Regions from separate parts of the Mus musculus genome. Here regions 1, 3, 4, 5, 6 and 7 are each linked to region 2. A link is a contact called in public HiCAR-type, HiChIP or PLAC-seq and promoter capture Hi-C data. All regions are on one chromosome and are shown on one strand. Each heading gives the region's core, a stretch centred on a gene start, on an enhancer-like site or on the middle of the called end of the contact. The rest is flanking DNA. Distances are from core to core; before and after follow the strand shown.

Region 1 (3,730 bases), core at 342-2,841, 2.1 Mb after region 2:
CACTGGTGGCCGTGAACTGACCACAAAATACAAAACAACAGTTTGAATAGTGGTCCTGGTGCACACCTTTAACGCTAGCACTCAGGAAACAGAGTCAGGTGTAACTCAGTGACTTCCAGTCCAGCCTAGTCTACATGACAGGATGAGTTCTGGGCCAGACAGAGGGACACAATGGGTTCAAGCCACAGACAAAACAAACACAGGAACTAAGCCAAACTAAACCAAACCAAACCAAAAAACAGTTTGTGTTCATGGACAAAGTGGTTTTCTAGAACTAAGGAGACAAAATACTTTTGCTGTCTTTTTTCTGATATAGAAGAGCTAAAGTAATTATTTGAAAGATGATTTATAGTACCATCATATACAATATAATACCTTTTCTGTTTTATTTCTTTTTTCCTTTTCCTTCTCCCTCTTCCCACTGACATTTCTCTGTGGTTCTAGCTGTCCTTAAACTCCCTTTATGTACCAGGGTGGCAAGGAACTCCCAGATCCAATTGCCTCAGTTTCCTAAGTGTAGGCATTAAAGGCTTGTGATTAAAGGATTAAAGGGTTATAGGATACAGGGATTAAAGGATTAAAAACTGGTTTATAATGTCCTTTCTAACTGTGAACTGTAGCAGATGTGCAACTTGGTTATCATGTTGGTCCCCTAACAACTGGAGCAGAGGCTGTCTCTGACTCTGTTGACTGCCTTTGGATCCCCTTTCCCTAACTGGGCTGCCTTGTCTAGCCTCAATAGCCTCAGTGCAGTGCCTAATCCCACTGCATCTTGATATGCCAAGGAGGGTGGATATCCACAGGAGGCTTTCCCTTCTCTGAGGATAAAGAGAGGAAGGTGTAGGATAGGGGGAGGAAGGTAGTGGAGGAGTGAGAGACTAGAAGGAGAGGAAGAAGTGATGACAATCACTTCTAGTTATATTTACAACTATATCTACGAAACTCGCAACAAATATACGCTGAGATTCAGTTACATTTCCAGCCATTCCTTTCATGAGTAATAGCTAAAAGCTCTCTGGGGATGTTAAGTCACCAAGTATGTCCTGGGTATAACAGTGGAGTTAGCATGGATGTAAGTAAATTTAAAGAGCTTTATCCTTTATCTCAACAAAGAGAACTGGTTTGCAAACTTCAGTAGATAAACTAAAATATTCTACTATTCTACTATTTTGAATATTTTGGCAATCATTTGGTCAATGAAAAACACATCAGGATTATTTCAGTTTATATGCACTAAAATATATCGAGCCAGCTTACTTATGAACACCAGAAAAACTGATCACGCCCTGCTCTCTTCCGGCCCCTTCCCAGCCCCGTAGCTCCTTTGACTTGGGAGGTTTCTGAGCTATGGTTCCAGCTGCTGTGCTGCTGACTCTCCCAAGATGCCCCGCGCGGCACACGGCTGGCCGGCGTTTTACCTTCCCCTAAATTCCTCCCCGTTCTGCTATCCCAGGTCTACACTACGCGATTCCCTACGGTGCAGGGCCGTGAGCTCTGGACGTGAACAGGTCGTTAACACTTTTGGCTTTGGTTCTCAACTTACCTGGCTTCACTCACCTAGTTTCCCAGCTTCCGCTCACGTCACTCCTCTAACTCCTCCCACTCAACACTTTTCTACACTTCCTGGTAACGTCCAATGTGCTTGCACCCTCCGTTTCCGGGTGAGTGGCCCTGCCCCGCGGAGACCCGTCCCTCCCACTTTGTCTCTGGCTGCCTTCCACACAGGCCCAGCTGTCAGCTCGCCCAGCCTCCCCTCATGCTTGCTGCTAGCTAGACCAGAAGTGGATCTGGTAGGACTTTGCACCCCGATATCTGACCCCCATAGTGAGTTCAGAACCATTTAGATAAATGACCGGAAGCCTAACACCTCCTGGACTTCCAGCCGCTGGAATACATACTTTGTACCAAACAACAACAACACAGGCTAAATTCAGAAGCCCAAGTCCCATCCCCAAAACACAAACATGAGAAGCCAAAAGCAAATCCTAAAATTTTGACTTGGGAGAGACTTTTAAAGAACTTGGAATTTGAAAAGAAATAGGTGTCTCAAGAATTCAGTGGCTCTTTGCTATCCGCCCAGGGCCGAATTCATCCTGTGCTGTACTGATGTTACCACTAGATGGCGGTCTGTCATTTTACTAACTCAGAAAGGAGTTAGTCTTGTGATTTATGCTTAAAGTGAGAAAAACCAATTCTTTCTTTCTTTCTTTCTTTCTTTCTTTCTTTCTTTCTTTCTTTCTTTCTTTCTTTCTTTCTTTCTTTCTTTCTTTCTTCCTTCCTTCCTTCCTTCCTTCCTTCCTTCCTTCTCTCCTCCCTTCCTTCCACCCCTCTATTTATTTATTTATTTATTTATCTATTTATCTCTTTCTCTCTTCCTCCCTCCCTCCCTCCCTCCCTTTTTTCTGGAGTGTTGAATGCAGAGACCTTAACTTGCACAGATGCAAAAAATAAGGTATATGGTTCTAGTCTTAATATAGTCAGTTACTAGTTAGTTCATCTAGCTTGGTGAACACCAAAGAAGAGGTGGTTAGGATATAAGAAGGAAAAGAGGAGAGGATGGGCTAAGACACACTATTCTCTAGACTCCATACAATTATTGTAATCAGTAACCAACAGCAGCTGTCTTTATGTTCACTGGCCTCACACAAGACCACAGTCATTCTAGGAACTGGAACAGCTCACTTTACCTCCCAGAGGTTGGCTATGGATAGATTGTAGGAGAATAATCACTACCTTTAGTTGTCATCTTGTGCTGAGCACATCAGGCTCCAACACATAGCTCCTATCTTACTGGGTCCCTGGCAATATGAATAGAGATGAACACAATCGAGAGGTTTGTTGGAATTGTAAATCAGAAGAGCAGAGTTTTAGGAGTGGAATATGTACTTTATATCAAAAGTATACCAAAATATTGGGCAATACTTGATGTGGACATACAAATGCAATATGCAAGTGTGAAATAGCTAATAATAGAAAACTTGGGGGAGGTCATTCATTCACTCACTCATTCATTTGAGAAAGGTTTTCTTTGTGTAACACAATTATTAATGAAGTGTGCTACCATGCCCAGTTCAAAAAACATTTTTTTAAAAGAAACATATTTATTTCTTTTACATGAGTGCTCTATCTACATGTACACCTGCATACCAGGAGAGGGCATTGGATCCCATTACAGATGGTTGTGAGTCATGATGTGATTGTTGGGAATTGAACTCAGGATCTCTGGAAGGCTACACAGTGCTCTTAACCTCTGAGCCATCTCCTGAGCCCCTCAAAGTTGTTTTTAAATTACATCAGTCTATAATTTCTTTTTAATTGTATCAGTATCGGGTGGAGGACTTCTATTTGTTAAATTGTTTGATTGTTTTTGTTTTTTATTTTGTTTTTGCTTTTCAGAGCCAGGCTGTCCTTGAACTCACTAAGGTCAGCCTACTCTGCCTCTGAAATGCTAGGATTAATGGGATGGTCCACCAAGACTGGCTCAGAATCTGGGTTAGTATCAGGTAATAGTTAAGAGTCAGGAAGTTTTTCTCTTTTGTATCAATAAGTGGTAGCTGTTAAGTCACTTTGAAATTGGTTTTTTGAAATAAAATCCTGTCAATCTTGTTGTGGGGTTGTTTCAAAGATGGCATTTTATGCCCAACAGTGGGTAGGGGGAACTACCTCCAGTAGATAGAGGTGGAGGGACAGGCTTGCTGACCTTCAGTAAAAATTTTTGACCAAGAACTGT
Region 2 (4,076 bases), core at 774-3,273:
TCTGACAATTTGGGAGTTAGCAAGAGGACCTAGCCTCTCTGAGTTCATACAGCCTGGATGCTGTAAGGCTTGTGGGTTTTCAGCTCCACATTCTTTCCACTGTCTAGTGCTGCCCCTGAGCCAGAGATGACAAGACACTGGGGCAGGTGGAGTCCCTGGATGCTGGTAATGGGAGTTGACTCTTTTTGCAGACAACCTTATCTCCACTCCAGGGAGCTCAGGCCAAGCAGACATCCTTACTGTCTCTGCAGCTGTCGAGGGTAAGAAACCTATGGTTATGGTGGGCCTAGTTTCCTGCCCCATGGCTTGGAGTGATAGCTTCACTCTCAGCAAGAGTCCAGCCCCAGTTAAGTCACTCTCCTCCTACAGGTTAGTCCTTAGAGTCAGGGTTAGAATGGCAAGCTCCTGTCAAATGCTCCCTTGTGTAAGTTCTAGGACAGGACAGTCCTGCTTGCTTCAGGCGCCTGTCCACTGTTTGGTACCTAGCAAGTCCACAGTAAATATTTGTTGTACATTGATTATACCCAAATATTCACTCTACAAATATCGGCAACTTCTTCCTGATGCAAGAAGTCCCTGACCCTGTGCTGGTCTGAAGCCAGTTACCCAGAATGCTCTCTGCTTCCCCTCCTCACTTCTTCCACCCACAATAGGCCACTGAAGGTTGGGATGTCAGCCCAAGGTTGACTCTGACCCCATCCCCTCACCTAGGCTGTGTGGCTTATCGGGATGAAAAGGGCTCGGACTTTGTCCAGACACTGGTGGAGGTCATCAGAGCCAACCCTGGAAGAGATCTCCTTGAGCTGCTGACTGAGGTGTGAGGAACGGGGTTAGGAGGGGAGAAAGAGGGGCTGGATCTGTGGGAGTGTTCTCATTACCTTCCACTTAACCCAGGGAAAGGAGAAGCAAGGAGAAGGCTCTCTCTCTCTCTCTCTCTCTCTCTCTCCCTCCCTCCCTCCCTCCCTCCCTCCCTCCCTCCCTCCCTCCCTCCCTCCCTCCCTCTTGCCCTCACATCAAGAGATGCTCAAATACAGGGCACATTGGTCAGACAAACTCAGCAGCAGCTATTACATACACTAAATAAAGTTCAGGAGAGGAGGACACCAGAAGCCATTGGGAGGAGGGGACTGAGGTGGGGGGTATACTGGGAAGTAGAAGGAGCCAGCAGGGGGTGCAGGAAGGGAGGTGCCACTGGGTTGTTACAGAATAGGGTCAGTTCATTTGTACAGTTTTGCAGGCTAATAGGGAGGTCCTCTTCTTGTGTTGAGGTCAGGGTGGGCAATGCTGGTCTGGCTGATTATATGATTATATATATGGGGTGGGGAGCCTTTCCCTTTGGGTGGGGGACTTTTTGGTTGAGAGCAAGGAGCTCATGTAAAACTGCTGGGTTAGTATTAGGCTCAAAGATGATTAGGTAGCACTTGAAATTTTAGGCTTACAGAACAACAGACACAAGAGTCGGTCATTGAGGAGCATGCCTGTAGCTGGGAGGTAGTGGCAGGACCAGAGACTGAGACCAGCCTAGGATTCATAGACTATTTCAGAAAGTATCGACCTCTCCGCAAAAACCCCTCCAGCAGACAATGACTGCAGTGGGTGTGATGGACTGAGCCCCTCAGGGCCTAGCTGAGTGTCAACAGGGTCAACAGGCGGGTGTGTGAGCTGGACGTCCTGGGGCCAGACAGTGATGAGCTGTGCAAAGCCTGCCTGGAGATCCGCAGCTTGCTCAGGCGCCGGCTCTGTTTATAGGACGAGCAACCTCACCACTTCCCCTACATCCCCTCTTCACACCCTGTCATCGATGCAGCAGTTTGGGCGTGGGAGCTCACATAGCGCCAATAAATATGTATGTGTTCATGATCGGCGTGCTCCGGAAAATGTATGCTCTTTCTGAAATACGTGAGATAATGGGGAAAGTTACCTGGTAGTAGATAGGGGATCGACTGTGCTCTCGGGAACCAGAGGTTGAATCGGGTCTGTGCTTCCTGTCTGGGACTACGGAACCTCACAAGGCTGACCTGGATATGCTGGGAGAGGCTTAGGGAGAAAGAAGTTCTGGGAAGGATCATCTCCGGAACTATAACTCTCGCCTCGCTGAGTCCCTGATGCGGGCGGTCTCAATCTCCACATGGCGCTGGGGCCATGGAGTTGCCAGAGAGGCGAGCCAGCACGGGTCTGGAGACTGGAAAAGACAATTGTGGATACTTCAGTGACGTGATAGGGCAAGTTCATGTGGGTTGTCCCTGGTCTTGAGTTGAGGGCCAGCCAATGGAGGAGATCTGAAAGACGAGCCTCTAGGATCCGGAAGGGCTTCTGCTGACTGACTGCTCAGGAGTCTGATTATATCGGTTCAAACTTGTGGAGGCTCCTTTGAGACTGTCACTAAATAGATTGGCTCAATAGGTAGGATTTTTCTTTGGTTTAAGCATGCGCAGTAGGCGCTTGAATAAGTCTTATGGAGAGAGCTAAGGCCTGAGTCAGTGTAGGGCCGCGTGGCCTAATGGATAAGGCGTCTGATTCCGGATCAGAAGATTGGGGGTTCGAGTCCCTTCGTGGTCGCTGCGTGCATTTGCTTTTTAAAAACCTACCTTAAAATTTCCCATTCTCAAATTTGCTTTTCAAACTCTTGTCTGGTACCCCGGAAGGAAGACCAGCATGTTTGTATTAAGTAGGTGAAGTTATTATCTCAAGACAGACTACGAGCAGCTCGAATTAGTGCCAAGGAAAGGAACCGAATAGATGCTAGATTGGATTGCTTACGTGGTGGGTGGGAGGTGTCCCAAGGGAACGTTAAAGACATTTGATTAAAATAAAAAACTCAGTAGGCTATCTGGGTGAATGCAATTGTCACTGAACTGAACACTTGAAAATAACTAAAGCAGTAAATTCGGTTTATATGTCCACAGCTTTAAAATCCATGAAACAGTAAGAAAATTAGATTTCTTACAATGTCCAGGCACACCTGTAATGCCGGTATTTAGGAGGCGGAGGCAGGGGAATTAAAAGCCACTGGGCTACATGAGATCCTGTCTCAACAACAACAGAGGCGTCTCCTTACAGGTCCAGTGTAAATATAAATTTTTAAATAGCAAGAATATGTCCCAGATTGAGTTGACATTTAACCTGGTGTGTGTGTGTGGGATATCTCTATTTAAGGGATTCGGTCTAAGTGGAACCGTTGTCATCCCTACAACTCCCAGGAGAACCACAGAATGGGAGGGCGGGGTACCAGCTCACGTGACAGAGCCTTGTGCAGAATAATTTTCTCTTTAATGTTACAGTGGCTTAATAAAGCTTGCAAATATGTTATATCAGACACACACATGAGATAAAGGAGAGTCAAAAGGACACGAGGATAACGCAACTGGGCCGGAACCCACAAGCCTCAAGCCAAAACTCGACCTCAGGTTCTTCCGACTGTGCTGTTTAGTTGTTGCTGTTGTTGTTTAATTTACTTTAATTTTTTTGAGGGGGGTGGGTATCAAGTAAAATATATAGGCCAGTTGTATACTCTATAAAGAGAAAGCATGAAGACCTGTCCCTACCAAGTAACATTTGGTTGAAGAGACGGTGGAAGACTGGACAGAGACCCGGCACAGTTATCCTGGACAGGGAACCGGCACTGCAAAGCACATACATTATCGTGCCGGCTCCAGTTTCCTGCATCCTGCATCACAAACACGTTTTCCATCATACTGGTCGTCCGGGTTCAAAGGGCTCATTCAGTATTGGAATCTTGGATATCTTGCACCATAGAAAGACGCGTACCTGTTCTGTAAACCAGTGAGCAAAATAAAAGCAGCGATGTACGTGTTTCAGTCGCCTCCTTACAAGTGCGTCCTCCTTTAGATCTTAAGGGTGCTCGGGGCCCGGCAACGTTAGAGCCGGTACCTTGGCTGAAATGGTACACACGGTTGATGGACACGGAAAGAACCCAAAGACTCAGACTGGTGGAACATCCATAACGTCTCTTTCTCGTCAGCCCCGGTGGCCTAATGGATAAGGCATTGGCCTCCTAAGCCAGGGATTGTGGGTTCGAGTCCCACCCGGGGTAATGAGGTGTTTTAGGCACTTTT
Region 3 (4,315 bases), core at 97-2,596, 2.1 Mb after region 2:
GTCTCTTTCTTTTTGCTGCAAAACTGGGTTTCTCTGTGCAGCCTTGGGTTTCCTTAAACTCATTCTGTAGACCAGGCTGGCAAAGAACTCCACCTGCCTCTGCCTCTGGAGTGTTGGGAATATAGGTGTGTACCACCACCAAATGCTGTCTAACTGTGAAAACCCTGTAGCCTGATTCCCTCAAACAGCATACTGTGATTTTCCAGGCTCTAATTTGCAACATTAAGAACTCAGAAGAAGACAAAAAAAAATTTTTTTTGTCTGACTTGCCTGCCTTCCTTACTTTTTTTCTCTCCTTCCCTCCCTCTTATCCATCCTTCCTTCTTCCTTCCCCTTGTTTGTCTTGTTGTTGTATTTATATTTAAGTTTTTGGAGACAGGGTCTCACAATGTAGCTGTGGTAGTCCTGGAACTCACGATGTAGATCAGGTTGGCCTACAAACTCAGTGAGATCCATCTGTCTTTGTCTCCTGACTGCTGAGATAAAAGATGAGTGTCACCAAGCCTGGCGGCACCCTTTTCACAACGCTATATTTACATCACAGAGTGAATACACAGAGTTTTAGATGAAAAATTAATGGTGGATAAAACGTTGACTTTTAAAAGTTAATGTTTACATCCATACCTGTGGAACTCACAACAAATTGTACTCTTAATTAAATTTGCAGGTGTTCCTTTCATGACTAATATCTAGAAGCTTTCATGGAATCATAGTCCCTAGGTCCATATGCCACTCTCTTGAATAAGGAAGTGGTAGCACACGGAAGTTAGTATGGATAATCGAAAATCTCAAGAGCTTTGTCCTTTCCACCATAGCAAAGAGAACCGCGTTTGCAAATATCAACCGATAAATTTAAATGTTCTACTAGGTTATTCGTAGGAGAATATGTGGAGGGTAGAAGATCAATTAAAAATAGCACTATTCAGTCAATATTATTGAAAAATGTATCGACGAGGGTAAGACATCCAACAGCACAGTTTTGAGAGCTGTCATCTTTATGAGTTGCGGAGACATTGATCATGCTCTGCTCCACTCCCGCCCGTTCTGCAGCCCCGCAGCTCCTCTGACCTGGAAGGTTCCAGGGCCGCCAGGCTGCTGTTCCCGCCGCGGCGCTGCTGACTCTCCCAGGACGCCCCGCCTGGCACCTGTAGCTTTGGGGGTTCACGGGTCCCGCGAGACCCCGGCCGTGTGCTCTGCAGGCAAGTCTGCACCACGCGACTCCACACAGTGCAGACCCTAGGCCGGAAACGCGTTCTTAACACTTTAGGCTCTGACTATTTAGCCTCAATTCCTTAGGCTCACACACATTGCATCTCAGTATCCCTGCTGGTCACTCCTCTAAACTCGCCCACTCCACACCCTTCCTCTACACCCAGCCAATGTGTAACATCCTCCCATCCTCTGCTTCCGGGTGAGTGGCTCCGCCCCACGGAAATCAGTCCCTCCCACTCGGTCTCAGGCTTCCTCCCACAGATCCAGCTGTAAGGCTGACCTGGCCTTGATCTGCACGGTCTTCCCACCTGCTTGTTGCGAGCCTGGACCAGAACTGGATCTGATATGACGCAGCATCCCGGTATCTGACCCCCATAGTGAGTTCTGAACCCGTCAGATACAAAATAGGCATCCTAACACCCCCATTGGACTATGAGCCTCTGGGCCATATAATATATACCAAAGAGCAAAACAGGCTAAATTCAGATGCCAGAATGCCATCTATTAAAATGCAAACGTGAGAACTCAAAACCATATACTGCAATTTTGATTTGGGGAGAGACTTTTCAGGAACGTGGAACATAGTCTTCGTTTTAAAATAAAGAAAAATCCTACCTGATAAACAGCTTAAAGGAAGAAGCCATTGAAAAGTCCTACCCGCCTATGATGTCTATGAACCACATCAGTGGTCCCCAGTTACCTTTGCATAATTTTAGTTTAATATAAATTGCGGTGTTTTAAGATTTAAACTTCATTAAAAGCTTTTGCAAGTTTCTTAACTTTATGTTTCCATTACTTACACAGTTGTGATTTGTAAGTAGACCTCTGGGGAGTTAACATTTTCTTATACTATAATTGCATGGATTTTCAGAAAAACCAAGATGAAACAAATAATTGAGAAATCAGTAATCAGCTTTAGGGTGCAACTCAGAGTACATGTTTCTGTTTTTAAATATTTTTTCTCAGAAATTGATGAAGAAGAATTTAATGCACTCAGATTCACAATACTTGGGTAAACTAATGTACCATAATGAAGATTACTGTTTTGATGACCCAGACTTTGTAATATTAAAGGCTCCATTTAAAACATCAAAGGCCTTTTCTTTCTTTCCGGGGGGTGGGGGGAAAAAGAGAGAGAGAGAGAGAGAGAGAGAGAGAGATAGAATCACTAGATTCTTCAAAAGTTATTGATGTAAAGCAAATATTCTGCCAGATGTCAGAGTTTCTAGATGATTTGAGGCAGGTCTGCAGTGGACAGCTATTGCTTATTTCTTTCCTCCATTGTCTGAGTTCCACACACTGTTGTGTTTCTTAACTTTCCTTTTACAGTTATTCTCAAGTCAACTCTCTACAATGACTCCTGAGATCATTTACCAGAAGGGTATCAGTGTATCCTCCACTGAGAAGAAAATGAAGGATGTAATATGAATGAATACCTACATATAAGGAAGGCAATTACAGAACAATGCTACTTCATGGACTCACATTAGGTTTATATTTGTAAAAAAAAAAAATTCCAATCTGACATCAGCATAGTCAAGTAAATTTTGTTTTATACTAGTGTTAAGTCACTGTAATTCAGATACAATAAGGTGCAATGTCTTCTAACAGTTACAACAGGCAGGACACCTGTTGTGTCCTGCTCATTCACTTGCCCACCATGGTTGTGGCTATATCATCTCCATGTTTCTGGGCAATCTCATTTGCCTCAGACAGGTGACCAGATCTAACTTGAATGTAATAATCCATGTGTTCTCTGAGGTAGCCCATGACTAATGAAAGAATATTTAGAAAGAACACAAACGTCTATCACAGTACTGTACTCAGTATATGAAGAAAAGACAGAATAGAGAAATCTAAGGAATGATTTTCCAAATTCTATTTTCTGATCAGATCGTCACTATATTTAGGGAGAAATTTCTGTTTGCATATCTTGAATTTTTCCTCACAATTAAAAAGTATGTGAAATGCAATAATGAAATGGAGCTTTAAGGTATGACTGCAGCAGCTACAAAACTTGTGACCTACCATCTGTCCTGCCCACAAGATGGCATGGCAATGGTGGAACAGAAATTATGGAAGTAGCCAACCAATGTCTGATTTGAGTTAAGGCTCACTCCAAAAGGTGAAAGTCATACCCAACCTGCCTGCATAACCAAGGACCAGAGCCTAGACAGCCCAGAAACCTAGGATAAAACAAACACTAGTCATGTAAAATGAGAAATAGAAGTATGAACAAAATCGACTACTAATTCTGTTGTGCTGTACTAATAGATCAGTGCTTTATTCAGTCATCATGTGAGAAGATGTCTACAACTGCAGATGGGAACAGATGCAGAAGCCCAAAGTCAGACATCAGGAGAAGAGAGAGTCTACATGGAGGTCTCCATCAAATGCTTCCCCTCAGAGCTCAGGGAACCGTAGAGAGGATGAGGCAGAAAGAGTGTTAACAGCCAGGAGAGATAGAGGACACCAGGACAACAAGACCCTCTGAATAAGCAAGTGCAAGTGAACTCACAGGGACTGAAGTAGCAGACACAGGGCCTACACAGGTCTGCACATATATACTATATCTTTACGCTTAGCATTATTATATGACTGCTGAATGTGAGGACAATGAGGAAGAAGAGGTGGTTGGGAAATCAGAAGGGAAAGACATGTCATTCTCTAAACTCCATACCATACAACTATTATAACCAGTAACCAACAGCAAATGCACTTACCTGCACTGGCCTCACAGAACACCACAGACTAGGAAAGGGAAAAGGCTCACTTTATTTCTTAGATGTTGGCTATGAATATACTGTAGGAGAAGAATCATTGCCTTTAGTTGTTATCCTGTGCTGAGCGCATTAGGCTCGAGCACACATCAGGCTCCAAACCCACAGTCTCACATATGGCTCTGGTTCATCTCAGTGGATCACAAGCAATATGAATAGAGATGAACACAGTAGAGTGACTGTTGGAATTGTGGACCAGGATAGTGGAGAGGTAGGAGGTAGATAGGCAGTATTTGATGTATACTTTCCCATGTGCACACAGACACACACAGACACACAGACACAGACACACACAGACACACACAGACACACAGACACACACA
Region 4 (3,704 bases), core at 1,006-3,505, 2.1 Mb after region 2:
GATAAGGCAGGGAGAAAAATCACTAGACCTCGATTCTAGTCAAACACTAAAGAATTCTGAGAATTGGAGAAACAGTCTTCCCCAGAGATAGTCCACCATGTGGCTCTCCAATACATCCCTGAAAACATACAGACTGAGTAGACTGTATTTTTATGTTTAGGAACTCACACAATCATACAACAATAACTAAAAGAAAATTATTAAAAATCATAAATGCCTATGTAAATTGAAGATTTTGCATCATCTACATCAAAGTGATTAGAATGGTTTTATACCATTTTCTATTATTTATACTCACATAAATAACATTTAAAATGGGGTGGAGAGATAGCTCAACAGTTAGCTGTGCCTGTTGTTCTTGCTCCAAAAATCATTAAACACTACATCTAGAGATTAATTTTCATCATTTTATAATACATTAAAATTGCTGAAACGAAAACCATTTCTGAAGATCTGATCAGTGATGTGTATGGAATAAGGACAGCATCACTCACATGTACAATCAAGTAAAAGTTTATTGCCTCCTAGTATCAATTCTTCTGTAGAAAGTCTTCTCATCTCTATATTAGGATAATCCTGAGGAGATTTTTCTCAGTGGAAGTCTCTAGAATTATTTCTAGTGAAACAGAATGTGGCAAAACTGATCTCATGGCCCACTTCCACATTTACCTGAACCCCTTGCCTTCCCTTGACCAATCCCCCAACATACCTGGATCCTTAGCTACTGTCTCCTCCCTGTCCACCTTCCAGGTCTGTGTTCTGTTCCACAGGTGAGCTGATCTGGATGATCAGTGAGCCTGTACTTGGATTCCTAGCACAGTACTGTGCTCAGTCAATAAAGAGGAACAAAACTGAAGACTGTACAATGATCCCCCAAATGCCATTCAGTGTCAGAATATTGAAAAATATTTAGAAAACATTTTCAGTTAGTCTAGCGTGAACCTCACTTCCAATCACAGCTTCTTGAAAACTTATGGGTAGAAATGAAACTGGATGATTGGAATGAGAATAATATACACTAATAAAGTTCTGAACTTATCATGAACTGAAAATGATGGAAGCCTTTGTAGCTTGATCATGGACTTTTTTTTTCTCTCTCTCTCTCTTTCTCTTTAGGACAGCAGCTTGGCCACTTTCTGACCCAAGGGGCTGGAAATGGCAGTTATGGCCCTAAGAGAAACCTGGGGATGATGCTGGGGTAGGAGGGGAGGCTAGTCATTTCAGTGCCTCCAGGGCCTTAAAACCTGGAAATCCCTTCATTACTCAGTGTTAACAGATTACATTGTTCCAGCTTTAATGACCAAGCAATACTTCAGGACCCACTGTTCTTTTCCAGTACGTCATTTCACATGCTCCAAAGACACTATAAACACCCATCCCTCTGCCTAGCCTTCCAACTCTCTTCCCTTTCAGAGTAGCTGCCATTCTGTTTATCTGCAATATATCTCTTGCACGATGTTTGTTGTGTGGTGTGACTTTGTTGTATTGCTTTTGCTCCTGACTGCAAAGATGCCCTTGCTCTTAAAAATTCCTTACATGTTCCTTTCATTACTGATAGTTAAAACCTCTCCGTAGGTGCCAAGTTCCCAGGTATACAAAGAAATTAGTGTGGACTAATGTAAATTTCAGGAGCGTTGTCCTTTCTATCATAGCAAAATAACAAGAACAAAACAAAAACAACAACCAAACCAAACACGTTTGCCAATATTAACAGATAGTTTCAAATACTCCACTAGAGTACTTCTATAAGAAAAATTTGCCAAGAGAATAAATGGAAAAAAAATCAGTATTCATCAACTTAGTATGGTCTAAAATCTATGGGCAAGGGCAAGACATGAAGAGCAGAATTTTGAGAGCTGTCATTTTTATGAGTAGCCGAGGAAATATCTCACCCCTGTCTGATTCCTTCCCTTTCCCAGCCCCTTAGCTCCTCTAACCTGGTAGGTTACAGCCCTCCCCCACTGGGCTGTGGTTCCACCGGTTGGGCTGCTGCCTGCTGACTCTCCCAGGATGCCCCGCGCGGCACCTGAGGCTCAGGGTAGTTTTTTGCGTCCCCTTGAAACCCTTCTTGTATCCTCTGACTCCAGGTCTGCATCACAAGATTCTCCACGGTGCATGCCAGCGAGTTCCTCGAGGAAGACGTCCTTGCCACTTTTGGGTTTGGCTCCTCAGTCAACTTACCTAGGTTCACTAAAGAACAGTCCCAGCTATCACGCCACTCCTCTAATCCCAGCTCCATTCAACACACTTCCTCCACACAACACACTTCCTCCACACCCATATACTGTCCCCAACGGCTGTTTCCGGTGAGTGGCCCCACCCCCCCGGAGACAGGTCCCTCCCTATCAGTCTCAGGCTGCGGTCCACACAGTTCCAGCTGTCAAGCTTCTCTGAACCCGCTCTCCACAGACTCCCCACAAGTTTGCTGTCAGCGTAGACTAGAACTGGATCTGACAGGACGCTGCACCCGGATATCTGACCACCATACTGAGTTCTGAACCCTTCAGATAAAAGATAGCCTTACACCTCGACTTGACTACCAGCCCGTGAGCGACAAACTTATCCCAAACAATCCCAACACACAAAAATGACAAGTCAAAACCAAATCCTGAAAATTTGACTTGCGGAGAGACATTTAAAGAACTTGGATTTTGAAAAGAAATAGGTGTCTCAAGAAGTCAGTGAATTTATCTTGAGCTGCATGGCTTTCACCACTAGATGGTGGTCTTGCCATTTTCCTAATTCAGAGAGGAGTTTGTCTTCTGTGACTCAAGATAAAAGTGCTTTGAGATAAAACAGACTGTACTAACCCAGCATAATCCCAAAGAATAAACTAAACATTTTCTCTCCTGCCCACGAATAAGCTTAGTCTTCACCCCTTATCAAGAAACTTTTCTCTACTACAGAGACCACTGTAAAAAACTACAGTAATCACAATGCAGAGTTGTGATCATTATGGGGTAGGTCATTATGAATGTTTTGTCTACATTGCCCACTATAATAACTATGATCACCTTGTCTCTGGTGATTCGATGCTGCCACCTGGCCTTTGTTACCTTGGGGCAAAATTAAATCCATTACATTTAATTCATTCAATTGAGTAGCAGTATCTCCAACCCTAAGGTCTGGCACAAGGAAAAGGGCAAGAACAAAACTCTTCAAATGTGCTGTTGCCCCTCTCGCCAGTTTTTGTCCAGAGATACTAAGAGCAACAAGCCAGGCAAATCAGTTTTCTTATTTCCCTCCAAATTGTAGAAAACTTCGTGTACAGGGTCACCTAATTCACACCAGTCACAGTTGATGAATCAAGATAATCAAAGGCATTTGCATATAGTTTCCACCACTGGCCTCCTATATTCTCCAAGCTCCCAGGGGAGAAAGTATCTGGAGAAATTTCAGGAGTTGAAGGTGCCTAGTGAATTAGAAGATGCTGACAAATTATTAAACGGATTCCAGATTCTTAAGACATTCATTCTTATACTTCTGCTCCTCTAGAACCAATCCTGGTACCAACTTGTGTCTTAGTTAGGATTCTCTAGAGTCACATAACTTATGGAATATCTCTATATACATTAAGGGGATTTATTGTAATGACTTACAGTCTGTAGTCCAACTAACCCAACAATGGGAAGCTGTGAATGGGAAGTCCAAGATTCTAATAGTTGCTCAGTCCCATGAAGCTAGTTGTTTAAGCTGGTCTTCTA
Region 5 (4,165 bases), core at 908-3,407, 2.0 Mb after region 2:
TTTTTGTCTCTTTATCCCCCTTCCCCCCAAACAGAGTTTCTCTGTGTAGCCCTGGCTATCCTTAAACTCACTGTGTAGACCAGGCTGGCAAAGAATTCCAAGATCTACCTGCCTCTGCCTCAGGAGTGCTAGGATTAAAGGTATATGCCACCACAAACTGGTTTATAAAATGCCCTGTCTAGCTGTGAAAATACTGTGACCGGATTCCCTCAAAGAGAATACTCTGATTTCCAGACTCTAATTTACAACATTAAGAATTCAGCAGAGGGGTTGGAGAGATGGCTCAGCAGTTAAGAGCACTGACTGCTCTTCCAGAGGTCCTGAGTTCAATTTCCAGCAACCACATGGTGGCTCACAACCATCTGTAATGGGAATCCAATGGCCTCTTCTGGTGTGTCTGAAGCCTGCAACAGTGTACTCACATATATAGAATAAAAAAATATTAAAAAAAAAAAAAACTCAGCAAAAGTGTTGGGGTCCAAGAGTTGCCCAACAAACCACACAAACAAATCCTGATCTCTGTAAGCCATCTGATCCTTGATGGTTTTTTGAAGGCACAACCTAAGACTCATAAGTCAGGTAGTAGACTTCAGGGGCTGAGCAACTACACAAATATCTTTTCCTGTAAGCTTATAAAAGGAGGAAAAAAACCCAAAGAACAGAAAGCACAATGAGATCACATTCAGGTGCAGGAAGGGCTCTGCTCTGACTCAAGCCATTTTAGACTAACAGTTCATGTTGACCTTTAATTTGATAGGTCCTACGTAAGGCTTTGTGGAAATTCTTAAGATTAACAAACCTCAAACAGAACATAACAGGATACGTGATCAGCATGACCTTGCTCTGAGTCAAGTTATTTTTCTGTGTCAGTGACTGGCAGGCATGTTACAGCAACAATCTGAAATAGCTGGCATGCATGGAACAAAATGGCTACAGCTATTCTGAGATGGGGCAGACCTCAACAAGAAGACACATTTTTTTTTCTTTTTCTTAGCTGGCTTTCCTTCCTTGATTGTTTGCTTTCTTCCTTTCTTCTTTCCTTCCTTCATTATTTATTCTCTCCTCCTCTTTTTTTTTTTTTTTTTTGTAATTATTTTTATTGTTTTGTTTTTTGAGACAGTGTCTCACCATATAGCTCTGGCTGTCCTGGAACTCACTATATAGCCTTTGCTCCTGAGTGCTGAGATAAAACGTGAGTGTCACCAAGCCTGGCGCCACTCTTTTCACAATTTGCATCACAGATTGCATACGTTCCCGATGGAAAATTAATAGTAGATAGACAGTTTACTTTTAAAACTTAATTTTTACATCCATACCAGTAAAACTCACAACAAACAGTACAATCAAATTCATTTAAGTTTGCAGGAGTTCCTTTCGTGACTAAAAGCTCATGGGGAATCCACCACATGCCACTTTCTTAAATAGAGAAGTGGTAGAATACGGAAGTTAGTATGGATGATTGTAAATTTCAATAGCTTTGTCCTTTCCGTCATAGCAAAGAGAGCTGCGTTTTCAAATATTAACTGATAAATTCAAATATTCTACTAGATCAGCCAGAAGGTCAATAAAAAGAAATAGTATTATTCCAGTTAATATTACTGAAAATTTATCGACGAGGGTCTGACATCCACAGCACAATTTTGAGAGTCGTTATCCTTATGATCAGAGGGGAAATTGATCCCGCTCTGCTCCCCTCCCACTCCTGCCCATTCCCCAGCCCCGCCTCAGCTCCTCGGACCTGGAAGGTTCGAGCGCCTCCCTCCCTTGTCCCCACCCCCACTCCCACTTCCTCTCCCCCATCCCCCGCTGCTGCCTCTGCCAGCTGCTAAACTGCTGACTCTCCCAGGATGCTCAAAAGGTACCTGCGGTATAGGTAAGTTTTCCGGTTCTGCGAGCCCCGCCGTTTCCTCCATACTCAGGTCTCCACCACGCGATTCCACACTGTGCAGCCGCTCTACCCCTCAACCCCAACCCCAGCTCAGTCTTGTACCGGATTCTTGACACTCCAGACTTTGACTTTTTAGTCCCACTTCCCAAGCTAACACACCTTGCTTCCTAGCTTCCCTGGCCTCAGTCTTCTAATCCCACCCACACTACACCCTTCCTCTACACCCAGCCAATGTACCACATCTTCCATCCTCTATTTCTGGGCGAGTGGGCCCGCCCAGCGGAGACCGGCCCCTCCCACTCTGTCTCAGGCTTCTTTCTGCCACAGCTCTTCCCTTCAGGTTGCTCTGCACAGTCTCCCCACACTCTTGCAGCCAGTCTAGACCAGAACTATATCTGGTAGGACCCTGCACCCCGATATCTGATCCCCATAGTGAATTCTGAATCTTTCAGATGCAAAACAGACAACCTAAGATCCCCATCTCACTATCATCCTCTCCACCACATACTGCATACCAAACAACAGGCTAAATTCGGATGCCAGAGTCCCATCCCCAAAACACAAACATGAGAAACCAAAACCAAATACTTCAATTTTGATTTGGAGAGAGACTTTTCAGGAACGTGGATTTGGGGGAGGGGGGAGGTTGTCTCAAGAACTCAGTGGTCAGTGTTGGGGTCCAGCAGTAGCCCTACATGCCACACAAACCCTGATCTCAGTCAGACAAGGACAGATAATTGGATGCATACCCTAAGACTGATCAGAATTTGGGGGCTGAGCTACAACCACAAACACTTCTCAGGACTGGTTTAAGAATGAAAAAAATCACAATGCGCTCATATGCAGGTGCAGGAAGTGCTGACCTGTGGTTTTCTCTGACCCAAGCTATTTTTGCTAGCCAGACAGAGCAGTTCTATCTGACCTTTATTCTGATTGGTCCTAAGTGGAGCATATAATTTTCAAAGTTCTTAAGATTAACCAACTTCAGAACACACAGAAGATAACAGGGTATGTGGAACACGACCCTGCTCTGAGTCAAATTATTTTTCTGTGTCAATGACTAACTGGCATATTACAGAAACAATGTGAAATAGCTGGCAGGCATGGAACAAAATGGCTACAGCTATGTTACAGGGACAGACCTCAACAGTCAGGACTGAATTCATACTTCATTGAACTTCTTTCACCACTAGATGGCGGACATGTCATTTTAGTAAAGCAGAAACAAGTTTGTCTTCATGATTCCAAAAGTGCTTTGAGATAAAACCTAGAACTAACTCTCTCTCTCTCTCTCTCTCTCTCTCTCTCTCTCTCTCTCTCTCTCTCTCTAGTACAGTGGTGTACGCAGAGAATCTTGCACGTCCCAGATGCAGAAAATAAGTAAGGTTTGTGGTCCCAACCCTAGAAAAGTCAGTTTTACAATCCAATGTCTAGCTCTGAGAAGCATGGAGGAAGAAGAGATGGTTAGGAAATAAGAAGGGAGAGAGGGGGAAAGGCTAAGAATTCCAAGTCTAGAGTTCTCTAGACTCCATACAACTACTGCAATCAGTAACCAAGAGCAGCTGTCCTTGCCTGCACTGGCCCCACACAAGACCACGGTCAATCTAGGAAAGGGAAAAGGCTTTACCTCTCAGGCATTGGCAATGGATAGACTGTAGAAGAAGAATCACTGGCTTTAGTTGTCATCCTGTGCTGAGCACATCAGGCTCCTGAACATAGCTTCAAACCCACAGTCTCACAAATGGCTCTGGTTCATCTTAGTGGGTGCCAGGCAATATGAATAGACATGAACAAAGTGACTGTTGGAACTGTGGACCAGGATAGCAGAGAGGTAGGAGTGAGAATGGGCAGTATTTGAAGTGGGCACAGAAACACACAATGCTGTGATATACATGCATTTTATCTTTGTGTGTGTGTATGTGTGAAATAACTAATAATAAAAAAATCGGGGCATTCATTCATGGTAGACAAGGTTTCTCTGTGTGAACCTGTGCTTAAAGGCCCGTGATAACATACCTAGATCAATTAAAAAAAAATCAGTGTGTAATTTCTTCTTAGTTCTAACAGTATCTGATGGATTTTTTTTTTTTTTTTTTTTTTCAGTTTTGAGGGCCAAGATGGCCTTGAATTCACTGAGATCAGCAGTTCCTGACTCTGGAATGCTAGGATTAAAGGCATGCTCCAACATGTCAGGTTTATTCATTATCTGGCTTAGTATCAGATAATAGAGTCAGGAAGTCTTGATATTTTTGTGTGTGTCAAGAAGTATTAAATATT
Region 6 (4,272 bases), core at 1,161-3,660, 2.6 Mb after region 2:
TGTGAATGTTGGAGTAAAGTGGCAGAAAGCTGTGTAGCCCTGTTGCCTAATTCAAGGCTATGCTGTCATGAGGTCATTTTCATCCAGCAAGACCTCTGACAGACTTCTGATCTCCAGAAACATAATAAAACTTTATGTTGTTGTATACTAAACTTATGGTGACTTGTTACAGGATCCTGACAAAATTGGCACACTGACCTAAGCTAGACAAGTTCCTTATTGTCTCTAGGTGAACATTTCATCCAACAGCTTCCCTCAACCTTAGCACTAAAATCTTTGTTTCCTACCTAAGAAAGATGTCCTATATACTGCAATCATGCTTAACAGCATTCATGACTTCAACCTACTAAAAGCAGCAACAATCTCCCAGTTGTGGCAACCAAACCATCCCTAGACATTACTAAACACCCTTGGAGCCAAAAAACTAGAACTATAGCCATTGCGCGCATACACACACACACACACACACACACACACACACACTCTCTCTCTCTCTCTATCTGGATTCATCTCCAACTTTTTAAACTTTACATCCTAGAAGGAGCCTCCCTCAACTAGCCTAATTCCTCACCCAACTGTCTAGAGGTTACACACTCTGCCCAGAATCTAATGGCTCCTTCAACAAGCAGGTACTGTTTCAAATTTCAACAAGACTTTCCCATGCTTACTCTACATTTCTTATTTTCTCCTTAAAATTTTCCATAGTCAACATAATGCCTATTTATCTGTGACCACTCACTAAAAGGTTAATTCCTTTAAGGCAAGTTTTGTTCTTTTGTTCTTCAACTATCCAAAATACCACTCTGAAGAAAGGCCCAGCAAACACTTGCTGATTCACTCTTTCAACATTGACAAGTCTCATTCTTTCTTACATGTGGTAATATGCAGATTTAGTTCTGTTTACCTGTTTCACATCTAGCCTTTGTACAGCAACCAGACTGCTTCTTTCTTGATACAGTGTCACCAGGCTAGCCTTGACACTGCCTTTGCCTCCTGAGTGCTGGGATTGCTAGCATGCATGCACCACTATACCAAGCTCTGGTCTCCTTTATGACCCAATAACATTCCTCATGCTTTGCATGTGTTTACAGAACATATGCAAATAAATTCATTCAGTATACCCAAAACCAGATTATTATTCCCATTTAACAGAAGAGAAACACAGACTGCCTGAGTCAATTTGCAAAAATTGCAAGATCCAGGAGTACAAATCCAGTCTTGCCAACAATGGAACCAGAGTCACACATAAATACGTAAGACTTAGAGGATAGGCCCAGGTTCAGGAAGGTGACTGAGTGCAGCATGAACAATTCTATATAAAAGGAAAAGCAGAGGGCTGTAGCACAGTGCCACAATAGCCACACCCCCAAAATAATTGCTAACATTTATAGAGCCTTTACATACAGCCAGTTTCATTTTACTACTTTTCCTCGGCCACCGAGGGAAACCAGGACTATTATTAGCCGCTATTTGTAGAAAACAGAAGCCAGGGGCGATGAAATAATGTGCACACAAGGTCATCCTCAGGTGAGAGGATGCGGCCTTGAGGTCTGACCTCTTTTTCAAATCCAAAGCAGTCCGACAACTCTGGGGTCCTGGCTCATTCTTCTCCCATGAACCAGAACTATCAACTCTCTTGGCAGGCCGGCTTGGGACCAGGTCGGAGAACAGGTGGGTCTGTGCACGTTACCCACCCCAGCTACGGCTAGTTAAATCTCAGGAGAGGATACTTTCACCGCCTCCTTCCTCCTCCTTCAGGAGAGCTAACCCAAAATACAAGGTGGAGGTCGGTGAAGAATGGACAGAAATCTCGGTATCAGTCCCCAATCCCAATATCAGTCCCCACTCCTTCCAGTTAAAACGAAAACATTAAAAGCAATGGGAACTCTACCCGGGTCGCCAGGACCCCTGAGGGTTTCTACTCAGCAGGTCACGCGCCCCCGCCGATTCTCTACAAAGAGCCATTCTGAGTCCGCCGCCAATCACCGACTGGCAGGCGGCAACAAGACCGCCACCCTATCTCGGGCCGCCCAGGCCCAGATCTGGGGCGGCCGCGCGCACTCAGGTAGGACCCTCGAGGCTTGCCCTCCGCTTGGCCGGGCACCCAATGAAGGCTGCCATCTCATCGAACCTTGCTATTAAGAAAGATGAGACCTGAATTCTGATTGGCTGCCGCTGCTTTCCGCCACTCCCGGAGAACCCGGAGCCATCGCTCCCACATTCCGCGAAGATCCCCGTCCCCGATCTCCCCCACACACTCTAACGGAAGGATCCCCGTACCTGAACGTCCTCATTGCGGAGTTCATCTATGAGCACCGCAATAGGATAGAGCGAATCGTCACCGTCGGCAGCTGCCATCTTGGCTCCCTGGCGTTTCTATCAGGCAGCAGCGAGCTCCAGGCGGAATCCGGGATCGGGCGGGGCGGTGCCGGGGAAAGGACGCAAAGCGGACGTGGGGGCGCCCGAGCCGCCCTACAGGGGCCGTCCCGCCGCCATTGCCGCACAAGCTCGCGTCTGTTTGGTCTGAACCAACCAAGTCCCGCCTACTTCTCATTCACCATTGGCCGGACGAATGAGATGTTTTTCCCGAAGGACGAGAGGAACCGGAAGTGAAGTATCTTAGTGACCAAGATTGTGCCCGCCTACGTCGCTGCTAGCAACCACGGGAACAAGCAGGTCTAGCTGCCAATGAGAGTCGAGGGTGGGAGGTGGCTAAGATGGCCCCTTGGGGAGAGGCGGAGAAGACTTAAGCTGGAGTCTTGGGAGCTATGCGTGACGTAATGAAGGACATGCTTGTCTGGTTCTGCTATACCGGTCTCTGTAAAGGAGGGACTCCTAAGTAGGGAGATTTGCCTTGCTTGGTTTCTAGGATGCGGTTCTGGGGCTCTTGGCGTTCAAGGCTTTATTACCCACCCCCCTTACCCGGAAGAAATAGAGCGGCCAGAGCGAGTCTTCATCCTGCCGGGGAGCTTCTAGGTAGCTAGTAAAAAATGAACAAGGTCGAAAGTTTTTTGAGGATGGACCTCTGCCTCATAATGAGCTTGGGCGCTGTGATTCACTTAGAAGGCGAATATAAAACTATCACAATCCTTTCTCCTTAAGGTTGAAAATATGAAAGGGAAGAAGGTGGGCATAGCGGGGTTGTTAGATGCTATCAAGGTTGTTAAAGCGTGGCTATTTCTATACTTGATTTTTGTTTTCTCCTTTCGACTCCCCTCGCCTCTCCCCTCCTCCATCATCCTCCCCCCCACACCTCCATTCCTCCCTTCCCCCTTCTTCCTCTCCAATTAGAGAGAAAATTGAGAAAGCACCCTCACAGAGAGTGGAAATAAACAAACAAACAAACAAACAACCCCCCCCCCCTCACAGAGAGTAGGCGTTCCTAAGTAATGATGCAGATCACATATCTCTGGCCCTGAATAGGAAACACTTGGTCTTGTGATAACGAACAGAAGGCATAGCCATGTGTGAAAGTGCACATGCTTTCAATCATGAAACTCAGGAAGCAAAAACTTGTCATCTTTCTGAGATTGACATCATCTTGGTCTACATAGTGACCTCCGGGCCAGTCAAAGGTCTATGGTGTAACCCTCAAAAGACAGCCATACCATTGCCTCATCCCATAAGAGTTAATCCAAATGGTCTGGCTTAGAAACTTCAGTTTATACGCTACCTCACTAAAAGAGTTTGGCACAATGGTACCATTGTCTATTCTTTGTGAGTGTATTTTCTTTTATGATCTCTCTGGCCATTCTTCAGTTTCTTTCCTTTATATGAACTCTTCTATACTGTACTTTATGTGTTTCTGAAACCAATCAACAGAAAACTGGGGAACTCAGGAGAGGCTATGGAGAGGAATTCCAAACAGTGCCTTCTTGGACCATTTTTGATTTAACAGATCTTTTGGAAAAAACATCCTCTTGCCTGTCTCCTCTCCTTTCAGATATAGTAAAGTTTTCTAGTCTTACTTTGAACTGCCCTAGGTTAAACATTGTAGGAAGCACTGGATTTCTTAACAAGTACAAGAAGAGGGTAAGTTTAATTAATTAGTACTAGGTTGTGATTGGTAATGGGCTTACTGGCATTTCTAATCAATTTATGTGAATTATGAAAACTAAAAAATAAGGTTTTATTTACTTTTTTGATTTTAAATTTGTATCCTTTATCTCTTATGCTGAAAAACACTAAATTTTTAGTGACATTGACATAGTCATATTTATGATTAATGATTACATTTTAGGATATTATGAAATAGTAAATGTTATTCAGTTA
Region 7 (3,928 bases), core at 268-2,767, 2.0 Mb after region 2:
GAATGCATATATCCGCATCAGACAGAAAACAGAAAAATATGTAAAACCTAAAAACTGGTACATTGCCTCTTGTGCTTTTCAGACATGACTAATATCTAAAAGTTCTACAGGGATGCCAAGTCACTAAGTATATATATATATACCCTGGGAGTTAGCGTGGATGAGTGTAAATTCCAAGAGCTTGGTCCGTTTCACCTCAACAAAGAGAACTGATATTCTCTTAGAATATTCTAATAAGAATATTTTGGTAATCAGAAGATCAAAACAAAAAACAAGCAAACAAACAAAAACCAGGATTACTCCACTTTATATGAGCTAAAATGTATCCACAAGGGAAGACATCCACCGCAGAATTTCAGAGCCAGCTTCCTCAGGAACAGAAAAGAAACTGCTCCTTCCTGTTTCCTAGCCCAGCAGCTCTGGTAGCCTGGCTGCAGTTCCAGCTGCGCTGCTGATTGCTGACTGACTCTCCCAGGATGCCCCGCGGCACCCGCGGCACCCGCGGCAGCCAGGAATTTTAGTTTCCCCCAAGTCCACCGTATCTTTCGACCCCAGATCTGCACCACGCGATTACCCACGGTGCAGGACCGCGTGCACGGGGGAAACCTGTCGAAGCGACTTCTGGCTTTGGCTCTAGGTAAAACTTCTCAAACTTCAGTAATTTAGCGTCCCAGCTTCCACCCACGTGTTTCTCCTAATTCCTCACACTCTACACAGTTCCCCTACACATCTCCATTAAGTCGAAAATCCTCCCAATGTGCTTCCGGATCTCCGATCTCCAAATATGTTTCCGGGTGAGCATCTGCGCCCCATCAGAGACCAGTCCTTCCCACTTTGTCTCAGGCTGCCTTTCACACAGCTCCAGCTTTCAGGCTGCTCCGGCTCTGCACAGCCTCCACACACTCTTGTGAGAGCGCCGACCACAAGTGTTTTTGGAAGGACGCTCCACCCGGTATCTGAGCCCCACTCGGGGTTCTAAACCCTTTAGATAAACGACAGCTCCCACCCCCGCCCCACCACCACCAAAACTGGAGCAAGAGCTGTCCCTGAATTAGTTGAATGCCTGTGGATTCCTTCCCCTAACCCAGTCGCCTTGTCTGACCTTAGTCAGAGAGGATATGCTTAGTCCTGCAGTGATTATGTGCTGGGCGGGAGGGGCTGGGGGGCGCTAGTGAATACAGGTGTGGTGGGAATCCCTCTTCTCAGAGGAGAATGGGTGCGGGGAGGGGAAAAGCTGCGAGGGACTGGGGAACTGATTTGGGTAAGGTGAATTATAAAAAAGACAAACAGCCTAACGTCTCCACTGGACTACCAACCTCTGGCTTATATATTTCATACCAAACAATAATAGACTAAATTCAGAAGCGAGAGTCCCATCCCCAACACACAAACATTAAAAAGCCAAAACAAAATACTGAAATATGAACTTGGGGAGAGATATTTAAAGAACTTGGATTTTGAAAAGAAGTAAGTGGTAAGGCCTTTGCAACAGCCTAGGGGTGAATTAATCCCGCGCTGTACTGATTTCCCCAATAGATGGCGGTCTTGTCATTTAAGTCTTCTGTGACAGCGATGCTTTGAGAGGAAAAAAAGAGAACGTTCTGTTTTCCTTTTTTTTTTTAAATGGAGTGGTGAATGCAGCCTCTTGGCTGTCGCAGATGCAGAAAATAAGTGAAGTATGTGTTCCCAGGCCTAAAAACGTCAGCTACACCACCCCATCTCTAGCTCTGGGAACAAGGAAGAAGAGGTGGTTAGAAAATAAGGGAAAGGTTAAGACACACCATTCTCTAGACTCCATACAAGTATTGTAATCAGTAACCAATAGCAGCTGTCTTTACCTGCACTGGCCTCACACAAGACCACAGTCAGTCTAGGAAAGGGAACAACAGCTCCCCTTACCTCTCAAACATTGGCTATGGATAGATTGTAGAAGAGTCACTCACTGTCTTTAGTTGTCATCCTGTGCTGAGCACATCAGGTTCCAATACATAGCTCCAAACCCAGTCTCACAAATGGCTCTGGTTCATCTCAGTGGATCACAAGCAATATGAATAGAGATGAACACAGTAGAGTGACTGTTGGAATTGTGGACCAGGATAGTGGAGAGGTAGGAGGTGAGAGTGGGCAGTATTAGATATGCCCATATGCACACACACATTCTGTGTATATATTCATATGAGTATGAAACAGCTAATAATAGAAATGGGGGCTCATTCATTCATTTATTGAATGTAGACAAGGTTTTCTGTGTAATCCTGTGTTTAATGGTATGTGCTACCATGCCCAGCTCAAGTTTCTTTGAAAAGACCACATGAGTGTGGAATTTTTGTTGTTGTACCAGTATCTGGTGGGATTTTTGTTTGATAATTAATTGGTGTGTTTGTCCATGAGGGAGACATTCCACCATACCATGATCATTATTTAGTTAAATGTAAAGGAATAGTTAGAGTAAGGAAGTCTTGTTTTTTGTGTGTGTTTCAAGAAGTATTAAATGTTAAGTAGCTTTGCGGTTAGCTCTTCTTTGCAGTTCTGATAGAATCCTGTCGATCTAATTGTGGGGTTAATTTCAGGGTTACATTTTATAATTGCTTAAGTCACATTGCTACTTTGTGGGGAGCCGCCCTCACATTCGCCGTTACAAGATGGCGCTGACATCCTGTGTTCTAAGTGGTAAACAAATAATCTGCGCATGTGCCAAGGGTAGTTCTCCACTCCATGTGCTCTGCCTTCCCCGTGACGACAACTCGGCCGATGGGCTGCAGCCAATCAGGGAGTGACACGTCCTAGGCGGAGGATAATTCTCCTTAAAAGGGACTGGGTTTCGCCATTCTCTCTCTTGCTCCTGAAGATGTAAGCAATAAAGCTTTTGCCACAGAAGATTCCGGTTTGTTGCGTCTTTCCTGGCCGGTCGCGAGAACACGTGTAAGACTACTTATCATCTTGTTTATATTATTTATTTCATGTTATTTACATTTGGTGTCTTATATGCACCTGGAACTTCATCTATTTCAAGTTAGTGATTTTATGCAATAGAAGTATTTAATGTGAGTAGAAATAAGATCTACTTGTTAACTCATTTCTATCAAGTGGGTTGTGCCCTTACTTTCTGGAATTGTCAAGACATTAAATCTTGGCAGTGGTTGTGAAAGCCTTTAATCCCAAGGACTCAGAAGACAGGCAGTCAGATCCTGTGAGTTCAAAGTCAGTCAAGGTTAGACCCTGTCTCTTCAAACAAACATACCAACAAACAAAGTAATCAGAAACAGTTACGCTTCATTGGGCAAGGTCATGCAAGCCTTCAAACCTAGAACTCATGAGGTAGAAACAGGGCAAGTCTATGTTCAAGGCCAGCCTGATCTACATACGGAATCTAGGCCAGCTAGTAATACAGACAGACCCTATCTCAAAATACACCAAACTCCTCTCAGAGAATTAGCTTGTGTGATACCAGAAGAAGCATGTAAAGCTCTAAAGGAAGAATATCATGAACAGTTCTACCCAGCTATAATGCCTATGAACCACATTGATGATCACCGTGTCAGGATAGCTCTAGAGGTTCAGTAATGGCAAGTTCACCTTGGTGAAAACCAACAGCTCTCTAATTGGACTTAAGATATTCATAACAACAGGGAAACTATGACTGGTACTGGAAAGCTAGCTAACTTCTCACTGCTGGTGAAGTTACGAATCTTGGAGGAGAACCAACCACCACCAATTTACTAATTCAGATTTGTTCCTAATAAAATTTAAATATTTTTTCTCATATCCACAAATAAATATAGTTTTCTTCCCTCAGTAAGGAAATTTTCCTTCCAACAGAGAGACCACTACAAAAAAATCTACAACTGCAAAATGTAGAGTTGTTGAGCCCACATATGATGGATATATCTACAAAACACTCATGCACCTAAGGCTCAAGGAATATTTT

Evidence for each region. Promoter capture Hi-C pulls out the DNA fragments that hold promoters and counts their contacts. HiCAR-type assays count read pairs that join an accessible place to other places. HiChIP or PLAC-seq counts read pairs in DNA pulled down with a chosen protein or histone mark. Capture Hi-C pulls out chosen DNA fragments and counts their contacts.
Region 1: a contact with region 2 is called in a HiCAR-type map of astrocytes, with 5 times the contacts expected there. The contact joins the promoter of Zfp51 here to the promoter of 6330415G19Rik in region 2. A contact is called at or near these places in 6 of 39 promoter capture datasets (the 3T3-L1 cell line, frontonasal cranial neural crest, hippocampal neurons and 2 more), 1 of 484 Hi-C or Micro-C datasets (uterus), 1 of 115 datasets of contacts at active chromatin or transcription factors (astrocytes) and 1 of 9 other capture datasets (adipose tissue).
Region 3: a contact with region 2 is called in a promoter capture Hi-C map of the HPC-7 cell line, with 13 times the contacts expected there. The contact joins the promoter of Zfp53 here to the promoter of 6330415G19Rik in region 2. A contact is called at or near these places in 6 of 39 promoter capture datasets (the 3T3-L1 cell line, the C10 cell line, the HPC-7 cell line and 3 more), 1 of 484 Hi-C or Micro-C datasets (B cells) and 3 of 115 datasets of contacts at active chromatin or transcription factors (astrocytes, embryonic stem cells and stem cell-derived neural progenitor cells).
Region 4: a contact with region 2 is called in a promoter capture Hi-C map of liver, with 3 times the contacts expected there. The contact joins the promoter of Zfp54 here to the promoter of 6330415G19Rik in region 2. A contact is called at or near these places in 4 of 39 promoter capture datasets (3T3-L1-derived adipocytes, hippocampal neurons, liver and 1 more) and 1 of 115 datasets of contacts at active chromatin or transcription factors (pro-B cells).
Region 5: an H3K4me3 HiChIP or PLAC-seq map of bone marrow-derived macrophages shows a contact between it and region 2, with 3 times the contacts expected there. The contact joins the promoter of Zfp52 here to the promoter of 6330415G19Rik in region 2. A contact is called at or near these places in 8 of 39 promoter capture datasets (the C10 cell line, the HPC-7 cell line, cranial neural crest and 5 more), 3 of 484 Hi-C or Micro-C datasets (cerebral cortex, forebrain and uterus) and 6 of 115 datasets of contacts at active chromatin or transcription factors (T-cell acute lymphoblastic leukemia, astrocytes, bone marrow-derived macrophages and 3 more).
Region 6: a contact with region 2 is called in a promoter capture Hi-C map of adipose tissue, with 6 times the contacts expected there. The contact joins the promoter of Ppp2r1a here to the promoter of 6330415G19Rik in region 2. A contact is called at or near these places in 4 of 39 promoter capture datasets (the 3T3-L1 cell line, hippocampal neurons, liver and 1 more), 5 of 484 Hi-C or Micro-C datasets (cerebral cortex, forebrain, pro-B cells and 1 more), 5 of 115 datasets of contacts at active chromatin or transcription factors (astrocytes, double positive thymocytes, embryonic forebrain and 2 more) and 2 of 9 other capture datasets (adipose tissue and liver).
Region 7: a contact with region 2 is called in a HiCAR-type map of astrocytes, with 4 times the contacts expected there. The contact joins the enhancer-like site here to the promoter of 6330415G19Rik in region 2. A contact is called at or near these places in 1 of 39 promoter capture datasets (cranial neural crest), 1 of 484 Hi-C or Micro-C datasets (uterus) and 2 of 115 datasets of contacts at active chromatin or transcription factors (astrocytes and embryonic forebrain).

Annotation. Positions count from the first base shown.
Region 1 is chr17:21,448,235-21,451,964 of GRCm38.p6, reverse strand. Zfp51 (zinc finger protein 51) reads right to left here and starts at 1,591. Exons shown (of 5, transcript NM_009558.4): 1 at 1,544-1,591.
Region 2 is chr17:23,548,746-23,552,821 of GRCm38.p6, reverse strand. 6330415G19Rik (RIKEN cDNA 6330415G19 gene) reads right to left here and starts at 2,023. Exons shown (of 2, transcript NR_126484.1): 1 at 1,922-2,023. n-TRccg2 (a tRNA gene) reads left to right here and starts at 2,487; the gene lies at 2,487-2,559. n-TRcct2 (a tRNA gene) reads left to right here and starts at 3,982; the gene lies at 3,982-4,054. It also overlaps the pseudogene Casp16.
Region 3 is chr17:21,486,019-21,490,333 of GRCm38.p6, reverse strand. It overlaps Zfp53 (zinc finger protein 53), which reads right to left and starts at 1,346. Exons shown (of 5, transcript NM_013843.3): 1 at 1,069-1,346.
Region 4 is chr17:21,421,795-21,425,498 of GRCm38.p6, reverse strand. It overlaps Zfp54 (zinc finger protein 54), which reads right to left and starts at 2,255. Exons shown (of 5, transcript NM_001379357.1): 1 at 2,182-2,255.
Region 5 is chr17:21,533,531-21,537,695 of GRCm38.p6, reverse strand. It overlaps Zfp52 (zinc finger protein 52), which reads right to left and starts at 2,157. Exons shown (of 5, transcript NM_144515.2): 1 at 1,863-2,157. It overlaps 9330136K24Rik (RIKEN cDNA 9330136K24 gene), which reads left to right and starts at 1,818. Exons shown (of 3, transcript NR_131123.1): 1 at 1,818-1,873; 2 at 3,225-3,268.
Region 6 is chr17:20,943,592-20,947,863 of GRCm38.p6, reverse strand. Ppp2r1a (protein phosphatase 2, regulatory subunit A, alpha) reads right to left here and starts at 2,410. Exons shown (of 15, transcript NM_016891.3): 1 at 2,281-2,410. The coding sequence starts at 2,358.
Region 7 is chr17:21,513,505-21,517,432 of GRCm38.p6, reverse strand. It overlaps a transcript of Zfp53 not described here. Among named protein-coding and RNA genes, the nearest start is that of Zfp52, 20 kb to the left of the region's middle. Within about 2 kb of position 1,517, at least 404 of the 459 cell types and tissues checked have an H3K27ac peak or open chromatin away from gene starts, as enhancers often do. A contact at or near this core is called in astrocytes, embryonic forebrain and uterus, where this site is marked.